Linked DNA regions of Sus scrofa: regions 2 and 3 are each linked to region 1. A link is a contact called in public Hi-C data. All regions are on one chromosome and are shown on one strand. Each heading gives the region's core, a stretch centred on a gene start, on an enhancer-like site or on the middle of the called end of the contact. The rest is flanking DNA. Distances are from core to core; before and after follow the strand shown. Region 1 overlaps PDLIM5 (PDZ and LIM domain protein 5). Region 2 has its middle 39 kb from the start of PDLIM5. Region 3 holds the start of PDLIM5 (PDZ and LIM domain protein 5).

Region 1 (4,332 bases), core at 1,154-3,653:
TACCATTAGTAATACAATTTCAAAATGTTCATTTGGCTCATCCATATTGTGATGGAATGACATGCACACTATACAGGTACTTCACAAAGGCTAACCTTGAAAAAAGAAAGCAGAAACTTTCCTTTGCAGTAGGAAAACTTCAAGTCTCTCACTACAAAGGTCAATGCCTCCTCACCCTCCACTGAAATATCACAAAAGAATCAAGCAGAGTGACTTAGTACATCCCCACATGGCAAGTTTTCAATACGAGAAATTCGGAAATCTTAAAATGCACATGTTAGAGCAGGTAAAGGAGGAAATTGACAATAAATTGTCCTTGGTATTTTCACTCTTCCACAAAGCACACTTTCACAGAATAATGCTGCTAAGCAGAAAGTTCCATATACCAGGATCACAGCTGCATTCTGTACTTGTGGGGTTCACCAGCATGGCAACGCTATGCATTTTAGCCCAGGAAACTGCTGGCTGTCAGGAAAAATGAGTACCTTCCCACTGGCTTCCTGACAAACACCGGTGAGCATGCTCCCTTATCATCATGCTCTGCCTTCTGGAAGATTAAATCAACTGAACCTCAGCTGGAAATTTCTGACACTCCTAAGCACAAGCGAAATTTATTAATGAACTTCAACAGTCTTTGTTTCTGTAGCAGCCTAAAAACAGGATTTGAGCTTGCTCATTCTACCTGTAATTGACATGGCATCTCGAAGCGAATTTAAAAATCAGCAAGTAGGGGGCGTCCTTGATTTGCACGCAGAGGAGCAGAAATGACTATCAGAGGTGAGAAGATCATGAAGCTCATGACAATACCACCCCAGATGAGGTTTCTTTGTGTGAGAGCAACGAAAAAGAACGGACTCAAAGAAATGATTTTTCTTGGAGCTTTTCCAATTTACTGAAGCAAGGAAAAGAGGGAAACAGGAAAGGAGATCTCGAAGGAACTGGAACGTATTTGTGTTGGGAGAAGAATTTGCTCTTTGTTGTTATATCTCATTTTCTTCACACCTTTCAAACTTCACTTTCATGCATTTCTCTGCTCTTGCCTTTTGTCTAATGGATTTTCCCATTATTAAATGTCCAGTCTCAATATTACATGAACTCTTTAAGTTAGCTATACAGTTCCTATGTCTCTTTAGAGAAAAATGTAGGAGTTCCCGTCGTGGCGCAGTGGTTAACAAATCCAACTAGGAACCATGAGATTGCGGGTTCGATCCCTGCCCTTGCTCAGTGGGTTAACGATCTGGCGTTGCCGTGAGCTGTGGTGTAGGTTGCAGACGCGGCTCGGATCCCATGTTGCTGTCGCTCTGGCGTAGGCTGGCAGCTGTAGATCAGGTTAGACCCCTGGCCTGGGAACCTCCATATGCTAAAAAATGTAGAAAGGGGTCTGAAGGCAAGATCGGTAATGAACGAGCATTTATTTACACTACATCTATAAAAAATACCCATATAAGGATTTTAAGGTGTAATGCCTACTTACAAATCACCTGTTACAATCCACTGTATAGTAGTCATGTAATGCTAAGATTATGAAAAGAATTAATATATGATAAAAGCATTTTTCCAAATTCAGATTAAAAAGATGTACTATTCAATACTGCAGGGTCAAATTACCTATTTGAAAATATAAATGACTCTGTCTGAATGCCCACTGTTACAGCCACCCACTGAGAGTCCCTGGAGATGCCATGTGTCTTGAGAAAGCTGTCACAGCACCCCATGCTCCAAAAAATATATGCAGTAACATTTCCCCCAATCTATCCAAAATGTGGTGAGTGTGATTTGCTTCTTGAGAACTTTTAATTCTGGGTCTTGGCAATCCTGCCCTCCTTTTTTCAATACTATTTGGCTTTTAAGAAGGCCTTATAGACTTTTTTTTTTTTTTAAGGCCACAGGTGCAGCATATGGAAGTTCAAGGGTTAGGGGTTGAACTGGAGCTGCAGCTGCCAGCTGACACCACATCCAAAGCAACACAGGATCCGAGCCGCATCTGCAACCTACACCACAGCTTGTGTCAACACCGGATCCTTAACCCACTGAGCAAGGCCAGGGATGGAACCCACGTCCTCATGAAGACTAGTCAGGTTCATAATCTGCTGAGGCACAACGGGAACTCCCTCTGGTCTGAACCAATTTCTAAAGGACTTAGTGCATAATTTCGACTATGAACATCAATTTTTGCTTATTATGAGGTGATTTTGATGAAAAAAATCTTCATAAATGGTAGTCTTACCAGCTCAATTTTGGAAAAGAACCCAAGTATTCCCATAATTAAACTGAGAAATAATTTGTGTGTGAAAAACAGCGTAGAAAGGAACTATGTTTCTGACGTCAGTAATTTCATACTTTTCTCACCAAGAGCTTAAGTGCAGTAATTACTTCTGTTCAATAGATGGCGACCTTTACATTATAGTCGCCAAACCAACCCTCGCATAGGACCATGAAACTCACCAGCAGAAAATGAAAAGGCGATACAGCACAAATATTCCATGTTTTGCAACAGTAATTACTGCTTGGTTATATGCCCATTTTTTGAAACTGCAGTCTTTTTTCCAGGTTTGTGAAACACTTTTCGGGAATGTGTACGATAACATTGGCTAAGCAATTCTATCTGGCCTTTAAGGTTTTATTTTTATTTTTAAAAATTAGGCTATGCCTGGGAAAGCCTTGGTGTTCTGTGCTTTGGGGCAAATCTGTTTATTCTTACATCATGAAAATACGTGAAAATATGAGCCTAGGGAATGATTCTTGAGATCTCTGTACAGCGTATAGAGGATGGCAAATTTACTCAAAGGGCACATGCCTTAGTAAGGATATGCAACAAGAGTCGAGAATATCTATGAAACATCAATAATGAAGAAAGGCACAGGCCAGCCCTCTGTGTTTCTTCATTACTCTATTTTATGTGATCATACGAGTATCTGTGAACAAGCTAAAATGTTTTAAAAACTTGCTGTAAAAAGAGTATGTTTGGAAGTACTTATGCAGGTTCTGCTGTCTAAGTTTTTTCTTTTCTTTTCTTTGTTTTTTTGCTTTTTAGGGCTGCATCCGTGGCATATGGAGGTTCCCAGCCAAGGGGTCTAACCTGATCTACACCCGCCAGCCTACGCCACAGCCACAGCAATGCCAGATCCGAGCCGCCTCTGCGACCTACACCACAGCTCACGGCAACACCAGATCCTTCACCCACTGAGTGAGGCCAGGGATCGAATCCATGTCCTCACGGATACCAGTCAGGTTTGCTAACTGCTGAGCCTTGATGGGAACTCCAGGGATATTTCTTTTTAATCAGTGTTTTAGATTAAACTCTTAATTTTAATCATTTCCTTCGTATGATAAATTTTTGTTGGTATTTGCAATCGGAGCACCAAGTATTTTAAATGCCTGTTTCTAAAATTAGTCAGGTATTCTCACCTCACAGGAGGCACTGAGCTCTATTCATGTTGAAATAGGCCAAAAATACAAAGGAAGATGCATTAAGGAACAAATGTTCCCTTACTTTTTAAAAAGTATCTTCCATGACCACTCAACAGAAAATACCAAGGGAAAAGCATCCACTTTTGCCAGGTAGGTTGCCCAGGGCACAATTCTCCTTTCCAGCAGCTTTAGATGGTTCTATTTCACGTTCAGTATAGATATTAATGCCTTGATGTTTTTATGAAATTTTGACCTTGTGTTGAATTTTTATTCCATTAAAAAGACAAGCATACCATGTTGTAAGCAATTTCCTAAAAATTCAACTATTAGGGAATTGGAGAAATGAACAATCACATACCATTATTACCATCAGTCATCAGTGCTAATTAGAGCCTAAGACAAGGGTGGAGGAGTGAAGCATACAAAGACCTGTGTTCAGAGAGCTTCTACTCTAGTCAGGCATATGGGATATGGAAACAAACAGCTGTCACACAGATCAGAAAAGGAGGGACCACAACAGAGGTAAGAGTAGTATTTCCAACCGGGTCTAAGTCAGTGATTCCACGTTAGAATAACTTTTCCTTGAATGCTAATCAGTCAAAATGAATGCAGGTTTAGGAAGGCATCTGCTGTGTGTTATGGACTGAACCATGTCTCCCCCCCCCCAAATCCACACGGAAGCTGACCCCTCATATGACAGGATTCCGAGACAGGAAGAGGGAATGAAGGAGAAATGAGGTCATGACTGTTGACGCCCTGATCCAAGATGACCAGGGTCCTTTAAGGGGCGGGAGAAACAGACACCAGGGCTCTCTCGTTTTGCACGTCCACAGAGGAAAGGCAGGGACACGGCAAGAAAGTGGTCATCTGCAAGCCAGACAGGGCAGCCTCACCAGCAAGCGACCTGCTAGCACCTTGGTC
Region 2 (4,332 bases), core at 932-3,431, 190 kb after region 1:
CAGGGTTTTGAAAAGACAGGCTCTAAAGCGAAGGTAAAGTTTAGGATGTGATTTCTCCCACCCCAACAAAGAATGGGAGGAAGGAGGCAGAGGGAGAAGAGGAAAGAGAGAATGAATTAGAAAGGGGCTACATCATGAAAATACGTCACTGAGAGAAATTAAGAACACACTGAAGATTGTATCCTTGATACTGAACACAAATTTCATGCCACTCCCACAGGGAGGGACTGAAATACTAAATTAATCCATCAATAACAATAGAAAATTATGTAATTTGGCATTCCTTGGTAGTCCACAGTAGTTAGCAAGGCTGAATAAGAGTTTATCCTAATTCATGTCGATATCCCTCCCCTCAAACAATTGGGGAACCACTCAAATAAATCAGCAGGAAAGTAGATTTAATTTTTTTTAATTGTTTTGGCCACGTCCTTGGTATCTGGAAGTTCCCAGCCTAGGGGTCGAATGGGAGCTGCAGCTGCCAGCCTACACCACAGTCACAGCAGCGCCAGATCCCAGTCACATCTGCAAACTACACGGCAGCTTGTGGCAGCACTGGATCCTTAACCCACTGAGTGAGTCCAGGGATTGACCCTACATCCTCTTGGGTACTAGAGAGGCTCTTAACCTGCTGAGCTACACAACAGGAACTCCAAGATTTTAAAATCTTAATAATTATGTTTTTATTAGGCTAGGTCTCATATATTTTCAATTATCCATTACATATGTTTATAATTTTATAAGGTAGTTCAGACAAGGGACCGTAGGATTTAAAAAAACTCTCCAATCCAGGGTGAGCCCAACCCACTGTACAGAATGTTGCTCTTTAGCAGCATGGAACAGGATTTTAGTTCTTCCTACCTTTTCAGACGCTGAAGTAACTAAACAATTCCATTGATTGATTCTTGATGTTTTAACCTCTACTTTACACTATTAAGCAATCCCTTAGCTTTGAACACCTTCTGGTAGGAGGGGAGGAGAGGATCTAAATGTTTCCAAATCTAAGAAAAAGTCCGAACTTGATTTCATTTAAAAAACACAGAGATGAGAGTAAACAAAGCTAGTGAGGTTCCCAGTTTATGCATCTTATTGTGTTAGAGGACTAAAAATGCTAGGAAACCGTAAATATATTAGTTTGCATTTGTGAGGAGTTCCTTTTTTAATTTTTTGTCTGAGATTTGTCGAGTCTTCATGTACCAAACAGCAATTTTTAATAGGCCATAAAGTAAAGGAACTAACTGGGCTTTTATCTCATTTAGACTTCAGAATTCTAACCATGAAAGAACAAGTTCCATGTCAAAACTTGCTTATCATTCGGACGAACTGATTACCTTGAAATAACTACATAAGGAACCAAATCAGAGGTCATGGAAATCAGAGAGCTCTTTCAACCTGAGATAATATATTTGATCAATTATCTGCATGAATGCACAACTCCCAAGTAGAAGATTTCTAATTTGAAAAATTAACTACGAAAGCTCAAGCTCTTGTGGCATTCAAACCTACAAAGAAAAACTGCAACGTGAGTGGGAAGAGTTGAGACTTGCTCAAGAAGAAAAAAGCGAGGGCAGGGTTTCCATGAGGGACTAAGCACACTCAAGATAGAGACAAAGAGATGAACTATTTCAGGGGAAGAACATAGTGGATGGAAAAAGAGCTTTTCCTTTTAAAAAGAACCACTATACATTGACAGCCAAAGCTCCTAAATTAGTTCTACATTTTAGTAGACTTAGGTCTCAACAGATCAGGATTGAAATTGGGTTTCTAGAGCGTTTATCCTGCAACTAAATTGAAATACGAATATCCATTGCTGAGCTGCTGAGTATTTCAGTTGACCACTTGGAAATTAAAGATCAAAGTCATTTTTCATGTGAACATCTAAGGCCTTTCATCTCAAGCATAAGTTATAACATAAGGTCACATAAATACTGTCTTTGCATTTTAAGGGAATGATAATGAAAACAGTTTTTCCATGAGAAAATCCAAGGAACTCAAAAAAAGAACTTCAGTTCTTCTTGGAAACACATAGATGATGTATTAATCAGGGTTCTTCAGAGAAACAGAACTAGTAGGGTGTGTGTGTGTGTGTGTGTGTGTGTGGATTTATTATCACATGCCTATGAAGGCTGGTAAGTCCCAAGATCTGCAGGGTGAGTCAGCAAACCAGACACCCAGGGGAGCCAATGGTTCCAGTCCAGAACCCAGGAGGCTGGAGGAGCAGGATGAGCTAATGTCCCAGTGGAGAGGAGAGGACCTCTCTCTTTCTCAAGGGCAGGGTCACTGTTTTTGTTCTAGCCAAGGCTTCAACTGATTGGATGAGGCCCATCCATGTCTAGTAGGGTAATCTGCTTTGCTCAGTCTATTTGAATGTTAATCTCATCCAAAACTATCTTCACAGAAACACCCAGAATAATGTTTGACCAAATAGCTGGGCACCCTGTGGCCCAGGCAAGTCAAAACATAAAATTAAGGCATCACCAGTATGACAATCAGAGTCATTGGTCACATTTTTTCCACTCAGTGTCCTCTGCATTGAAGTGTAGTATATGGGGGATTATAACCTAGGCTAAGTGTCAAAAGGCCTGTGTTAGAATCCTGTCTCCATTTATTCCTGGGTGACCTTGGACATGCTAACATTTCTCATTTTTGATTAGCAAATTCGTGGTAATAACAATCCTTGCCTCATATTGCTATTATTGCTGTGAGGAGTAAATAAAGTGAACCATGACATTTAAAGCACCTAGAAGAACACCTAGCATGTAGTAGGAACTTGCCAATAATCCCTTACATTACACAAAATTCATTGAAATAAAATTATTATTATTACTATTATTATTGTCTTTTTAGGGCTGCACCCACAGCATATGGAGTTTCCCAGGCTAGGGGCCAAATCAGAACTGTAGCCACTGTCCTGCAACACAGCCACAGCAACACCAGACTCAAGATGCGTCTGCGACCTACACCACAGCTCACGGCAACACCAGAACCTTTACCCACTGAGCAAAGGCAGGGATTGAACCTGCATCTTCATGGATGCTAGTGAGATTCCTTTCCACTGAGCCATGATGGGAACTCTGAAATAAAATTCTTAAAAGTTGTTACTTTGTGTATTTTCCATTTCTACTTGGCTTTTCCAGTTTCATACATGAACCCATAATTTTCAATTGCTCCAAGAGTTTTTCCTGTTAAGTGTTCCATAGCACATACAATAAAACTTTTCCAAAACATTTGACACAATCATAACGCAAATATATGTACACTGATTAATCGTATTGAATGTCTATTCGCTGTCGTCAAGAGAATATAAAGAAAAGTAAAATATATTCCTTTTCCTCAGACTCTTTATCTCAATTAAAATAAATTAACATATGAGACGAAAAAAGTAGAAAACAATTCGAGACACTCTAAGAGGGAAAAACAGGGACAAGAATTGCCATTGTGCTAGAGGAAACAAGGATTCCCAGCCTCCTCTCTTCTCCATCTCAGAAGAGTAAAATTATTTGCATAACTGAATTCTGGGATTTGTTTAGGTACAGTCAGGAGCATGAGAAAAGCATACAGAAAGCTTAAAAAAAAAAGGCAGACAAGCTCGTAGATCAAGATAACAAAGAGGAGGAAGCAAAAGAAAGAAACAAGTTGGGAAGAAACACAATGCTTTGGGTTGAGTGTCCTGGGTGAGTGGGTGGTAGTGAGACAAGGTCTAGAGGAGCTATGAAGTGCAGGCTATGAACACGGGGAGGCTGGCTGTTCTTTTACACTTCAGCCCATCTTTTCCTGCCTTTTGGCTCACGCCTTGTTTCATCCCACTCTTAGATTTGCGGAAGCCTGAGCTCAAGTCTTGAGGCCTTGCTCCACGTGTGTCTGTCCCTCGTTTCCTTGAGCAGGCTCATGCCCGGGCTTCCTCCTGGCCCAGCCCGATCACTGATGTGTGTTACTGAGTGAACCATCTCAGGCGTGACCCCAGGAAGCATCTTCCTCCTGTGGCCCCTTTTCTAGGGCCAACGGCCTGGGCTCCAAGAGGGGTGCTCAGCCCTCACCTGCCAAGCCCTGGCCCCAACTGCACTGACTGTCAGAGAATAAGAACAAAGCTGATGCTAATTACTTAATACACTTTTATGAAATTGTTTTCTTATGTATTACTATAACACAAGTAGCATTTAGGATGATTAAAGAGGAGAGAAGGTGAGGGGCAAGAGATTATAATAGGTGGTGAATTACAAAGGCTTGTAAAAGTAACAGCTCTGAGTGGAAATTGCTGTGAGTCAAAGAGATGTCTATAAAGAAGACCAGCAAGCTCTGGTAACCACAAAGGGAGGGGTGGCCGGATATAATTAG
Region 3 (4,332 bases), core at 774-3,273, 150 kb after region 1:
CCCAGAAAGAAAACGGGCTTTTCCACTAGCATACTACCAGGCGGTAATATGTTACATCAGTACTGATGTAACAGGCACTAAAAAGATGAAAAGGCCAAACCAGAGGTCAGACTATTAGATGTATGTGAAAAATGAGCAGTAAGGCCGTCATAAGGGGCAACAAATAATGTAATTGCTTTCTTGCTGTAATAAAAGAGTTTCAGAGAACTTCTAGAGAAAGACTATTTTAATAATGGCTCACAACACAAATTAAAAGTGCATAAAGCCGACAGATATTTCACAGGCAGCCTGCCTCTCCTTCTTTTTTAATCTTTAACCTTCGTCAGGAGAAGAATGTGAAAGTCAGGCTCAACTTCCTCTGATCTCATTGTTCCCTACAAGAAAATGTATTTAATTCATATATTAACCCATGTACCTGCAACTTCCCCTTACTTGGAGTTTCCTTCCTGATTTCCCTCATTTGTTATTAAAATTTCTAGCGCTGGCCAGGTCACGGCCACACTACAGGAACCCGTGTCAGTTCATTCCTAGTCCATGTCATTTCCTTTCCAGTATTCTCCCTTTGCTAGCTCCACCTGCCTTAAAATATTCTGATCCCTTAAGCAACGGTAACATTATTGGCCTTTTCCAGGTGTCTCTCCTCTGGTTATTAATGCCCAAAGTCTGCCTAAAATACCAAGCAGGCAGGAAATAGCAAGCAGCCTCTCCGCTTTCAAACATGTAGAAAATGTTGGAACTTCTGTATGGTGCTGGATTTCCTTTAGGGAAAGTCCGAACGATGTCTTCACTCAAGTACTTGGGAAGGAAGCTTGGTATTTCCCACACTTCTATCTAAGCTTCTTTGGTGGGTGGGAAGAGGGAAAGGAAAACTCCTGATGAATTGCTGGGAGTGACAAGAAGAGTCTGCAATTAAAGCAGTATCTTGAGATTCTTTTTCCGCAGACTCAGAGACTGCGGAGATAGAGTGAAAGAACTAAAGCCACAGGCACTGGATGAAAGCAGGCGACGAGACAGTTTGCCAGCGGAGAGGTTCACGCCTAGCCCTGTTTGCCAAATAAGGTTCCCGAGCCGGCTGTTTCCGAGGCCAGGCGGGTTGCGATGTCCTCGTGGTCAGGAAGGCGGACTTGGGATAGGATCTGGCGATCACACCCTAGACCTGCCCTGCCCAGCGCAGCCACGAATTTTCTTTCCAAGCTCTGCCCTGTCCATACGCCCTTCCTTTTTCCACTTATTGTCAAACGAACCGAAGGCACAGCCTTTAAAAAGCCCCAACAAGTACGCAAGTACTAATAAATCCGGCGTTCACGGCAGATTTGTTTTTTTAAAAAAGCTTTTATTTCTGGACGCACGGAAGTTTCCCCCTAACAGGTTACACAATCCTAAATATGCGGGGGAAATACACGCTTCTCGGCGTGAGAGCAAATAAAAAAAAATGCACACGCCATTCCCGTTTAGCCCCGCTTCCCACCCACACCGCCCGGAGATTCGCACAGGACGATTGTGCCCCGGGACGCCTAGGTGGGTGCCCGGCGGCGCCCCGCAGCCGGATCGCAGGTCGGTGCGGGGGTGCCCGGGGAGCCCCTCCGCGCTCGCGCTCGCCACGCCGGGCGCCCGGGTCCCGCGTCCCTGCCTCCGCCGCGCTCGTGCCGGCCCTCCCGGGCTCCGGTGCCCGTCCTCTGGCCTGGCGCCCACTCCCGCGCCGCCTTTTCCAGGGCGCTTCTCCTCCCAAGCCGTTGGGCGTCCAGCAAACACCTGAGAAACCTCCCAGCGCTCAGCGCGCCTCTCCTCTCCCCTAGCTGAGCGTCCACCCAAGCGCTCGGCGCACGGCCACCCCTTCTTTCCCTCCTTCCTACCGGGGATCGCAGACGTACATCCCCGGCGGACGGCAACTCACCTCGGGGCCGCAGCGGCTCTGCCTCCGCCTCAGACGAGAGCTGACAAGTGACTCCGTTGCGTGCGCCTTCCCCGCCGCCCGCGGGAACTTCCGCCTCCTGGCTCCTCCCACCCGCCCCGCCCCCGCGCCAGGACACGCCCCCTCGGCTCCCGGCCACGCCCTCGGGCCGGGCAGGGCTGCGCCGCGCTGGGAGCAGGCTGCTTGCGGCGGCGCCCAGCTCGCGGGCTTGCTGGGGCGAGCTGAAGCCGTCGCGGAAAAACAATTGCACTACCTAGTTTCGGTGGGAGTAGTCTTAGGGGATTTTTGTCCGCCCCGCCTGAATGTTTTGTACTGGAAGCATTTCTCTCTCCAGAAACTGAATTGGCAAGCAGTTGCTTTGGCTAAAAATAGGAGAGGGCTTTTGATAAATCCCTATCAGTATGCAAGTTCCGCGGCTACTGCCTGGTTTTTTTGAGAGAGCTTTGTGTGCCCTAAGAAGTGAAGACCCTGAAGTTTACTGAGCAGGAAGGTGAAAATCAGTCACTTTAATATTAGAAGTTAGGTCCTCTGATCAAACCAGAAGATCGAGATACAGAGCAGCTGCCCAAAGTGGTTCAACCACTATAACCTCAACTTACTTTTCTAAGTCCAGCTCAGTGGTTCAGTTTCCAGTTTGTAGAAGATTGTTTGATTTAGCTCAAGGAATTTATTCACAAGTAAATTTGAATAGTGGCCATATGGAAAGTAACTTTTTGGCTTCTTCAAAACTGTGAATTGCCTTATAAAACGTGAAAAAGACAATTCTTAACCAAGTGACATGTAAAGCACGGATCACGAGGTCCATGAATACACTAGAAGGACAAACGAAATTCTAGAGAAGATGCAGTCCAAAACGGTAGCCGCTAGTGAACATTTGAAACATGGCTACTGTGACTGAGACCCTGAATTGTTTGTTTTACACAAGTTTGCTTTAAATTAAAAACTGAAGCAGGGTAACATGCTTATGTTAAACACAAATTATTTGGGTAGGACTACATTTGACTTAATCATTGAAAATTTAGTGCCCAAATTGAGCTGTAATGAAAGTGTAAAAATGCACACTGGATTTTGAAGACTTGGTATAAAAAAATACAATGTAAAATACATCAATAATTTTAAACTGATTGCATGTTGAAAGGATAAGAATTTTTTAGTGTTTGGTTAAACATATAATTAAAATTAGTTTTGCCTGTTTTTTGAATATGACACTAAGACGTTTTAAATTACCTATGTCGACAGGCATGATGTTTTCATTGGACGGTGCTAGTCCATAGTTTTCATCACATTCTCCAGAAGACTGTTGGAAGGAAGGTTAAATATGTGTTAAAATATGTTGTCATATTTGACTTTTCACTCCCCAAATAAATAAATAATTAAATAAATAATAACAATAGCTTCCATTTATAAATGGACAATGTGCTACACAGTGTAGGGATCCTTACGGTAACTTTGGGAGACAAATCTCATCCCATCCATAGTCAACAAAATTGAGGTTGCAAGAGATTACAGCTTGTGACAGTTGCATAGGGCAATGGCCAGAATTACCCTCTAAGAGTCCCATGTCTGCTTCTCCTCTCTTTGCTGCTGACACGATTTCATTTGAGCCTGAATCAACTCAGATTGATTAAAGATATCAAGAAGTGGAATTCTCCAGTGGCTCAACAGCTTAAGGATCCTGGGGTTGTCAGTGTTGTGGTACAGGTTCTGTCCCTGGCCCCAGAATTTTCACATACCACAGGCGTGGCCCAATAAATAAATAATACATCAGAAACTGCAGGCAGTGTATGGAGGTCTCACTGGAGGTTGGGCATCTTCAGGTAACGAAGAAGAGTTGAGAATGAGAGGAGTGTTGCTTACCGATACAAATGCAGATACAAATGCAGCGTTGGCCTACAGATGTCAGCCTGCCTCTGAATCTGCCTTCTCCTCACACAGTTTAAAGTCTGGGGTGTAGGGAAAATGAATTAAATTCAAGGATCCGCAGATTGATATTTATCCAAGTGTCCTCCAAAGAACCAACAGCACCACAATGGCGTAGGCAGCTTGTTAAAACTGCAATATCCTGGGCCCCACCTAGACTGGCATCCTTTCAGGGGGCCTCCAAGAGCCCACCTTTTAAACAAGTAGCCCCTTCATGTAATCATTCAAGCATAATGCTTAAAAGTCATTTCAGGAGTTCCTGGGGAGTTCCGGTCATGGCTCGGCGGAAACGAATCTGACTAGCACCCATGAGGAAGCAGGTTTGATTCCTGGCCTCTCTTAATAGGTTGAGGATCCTGCATGGCTGTGAACTGTAGTGTAGGTTGTAGATGAGGCTTGCATCTGGTATGGCCGTGGCTGTGGTGTAGGCTGCAGCTCTGATTTGACCCCTAGCCTGTGAACCTCCATATGATGCGGGTGGGGCCCTAAAAAGCAAAAAA

What was found. A called contact is a pair of places that touch in the nucleus more often than the background predicts.
Region 2: a contact with region 1 is called in a Hi-C map of embryonic fibroblasts, with 4 times the contacts expected there. The contact joins two enhancer-like sites. A contact is called at or near these places in 1 of 5 promoter capture datasets (liver), 18 of 47 Hi-C or Micro-C datasets (alveolar macrophages, blood, brain and 9 more) and 2 of 2 datasets of contacts at active chromatin or transcription factors (alveolar macrophages and skeletal muscle).
Region 3: a Hi-C map of embryonic fibroblasts shows a contact between it and region 1, with 3 times the contacts expected there. The contact joins the promoter of PDLIM5 here to the enhancer-like site in region 1. A contact is called at or near these places in 3 of 47 Hi-C or Micro-C datasets (embryonic fibroblasts, heart right ventricle and liver) and 2 of 2 datasets of contacts at active chromatin or transcription factors (alveolar macrophages and skeletal muscle).

What each region holds. Positions count from the first base shown.
Region 1 is chr8:125,109,703-125,114,034 of Sscrofa11.1, forward strand. All of the region lies in intron 9 of PDLIM5 (PDZ and LIM domain protein 5), which reads right to left. Among named protein-coding and RNA genes, the nearest start is that of PDLIM5, 150 kb to the right of the region's middle. Within about 2 kb of position 2,404, at least 9 of the 83 cell types and tissues checked have an H3K27ac peak or open chromatin away from gene starts, as enhancers often do. A contact at or near this core is called in embryonic fibroblasts, where this site is marked.
Region 2 is chr8:125,296,315-125,300,646 of Sscrofa11.1, forward strand. No RefSeq gene overlaps it. Among named protein-coding and RNA genes, the nearest start is that of PDLIM5, 39 kb to the left of the region's middle. Within about 2 kb of position 2,182, at least 4 of the 83 cell types and tissues checked have an H3K27ac peak or open chromatin away from gene starts, as enhancers often do. A contact at or near this core is called in embryonic fibroblasts, where this site is marked.
Region 3 is chr8:125,257,946-125,262,277 of Sscrofa11.1, forward strand. PDLIM5 (PDZ and LIM domain protein 5) reads right to left here and starts at 2,024. Exons shown (of 18, transcript XM_021101756.1): 1 at 1,895-2,024.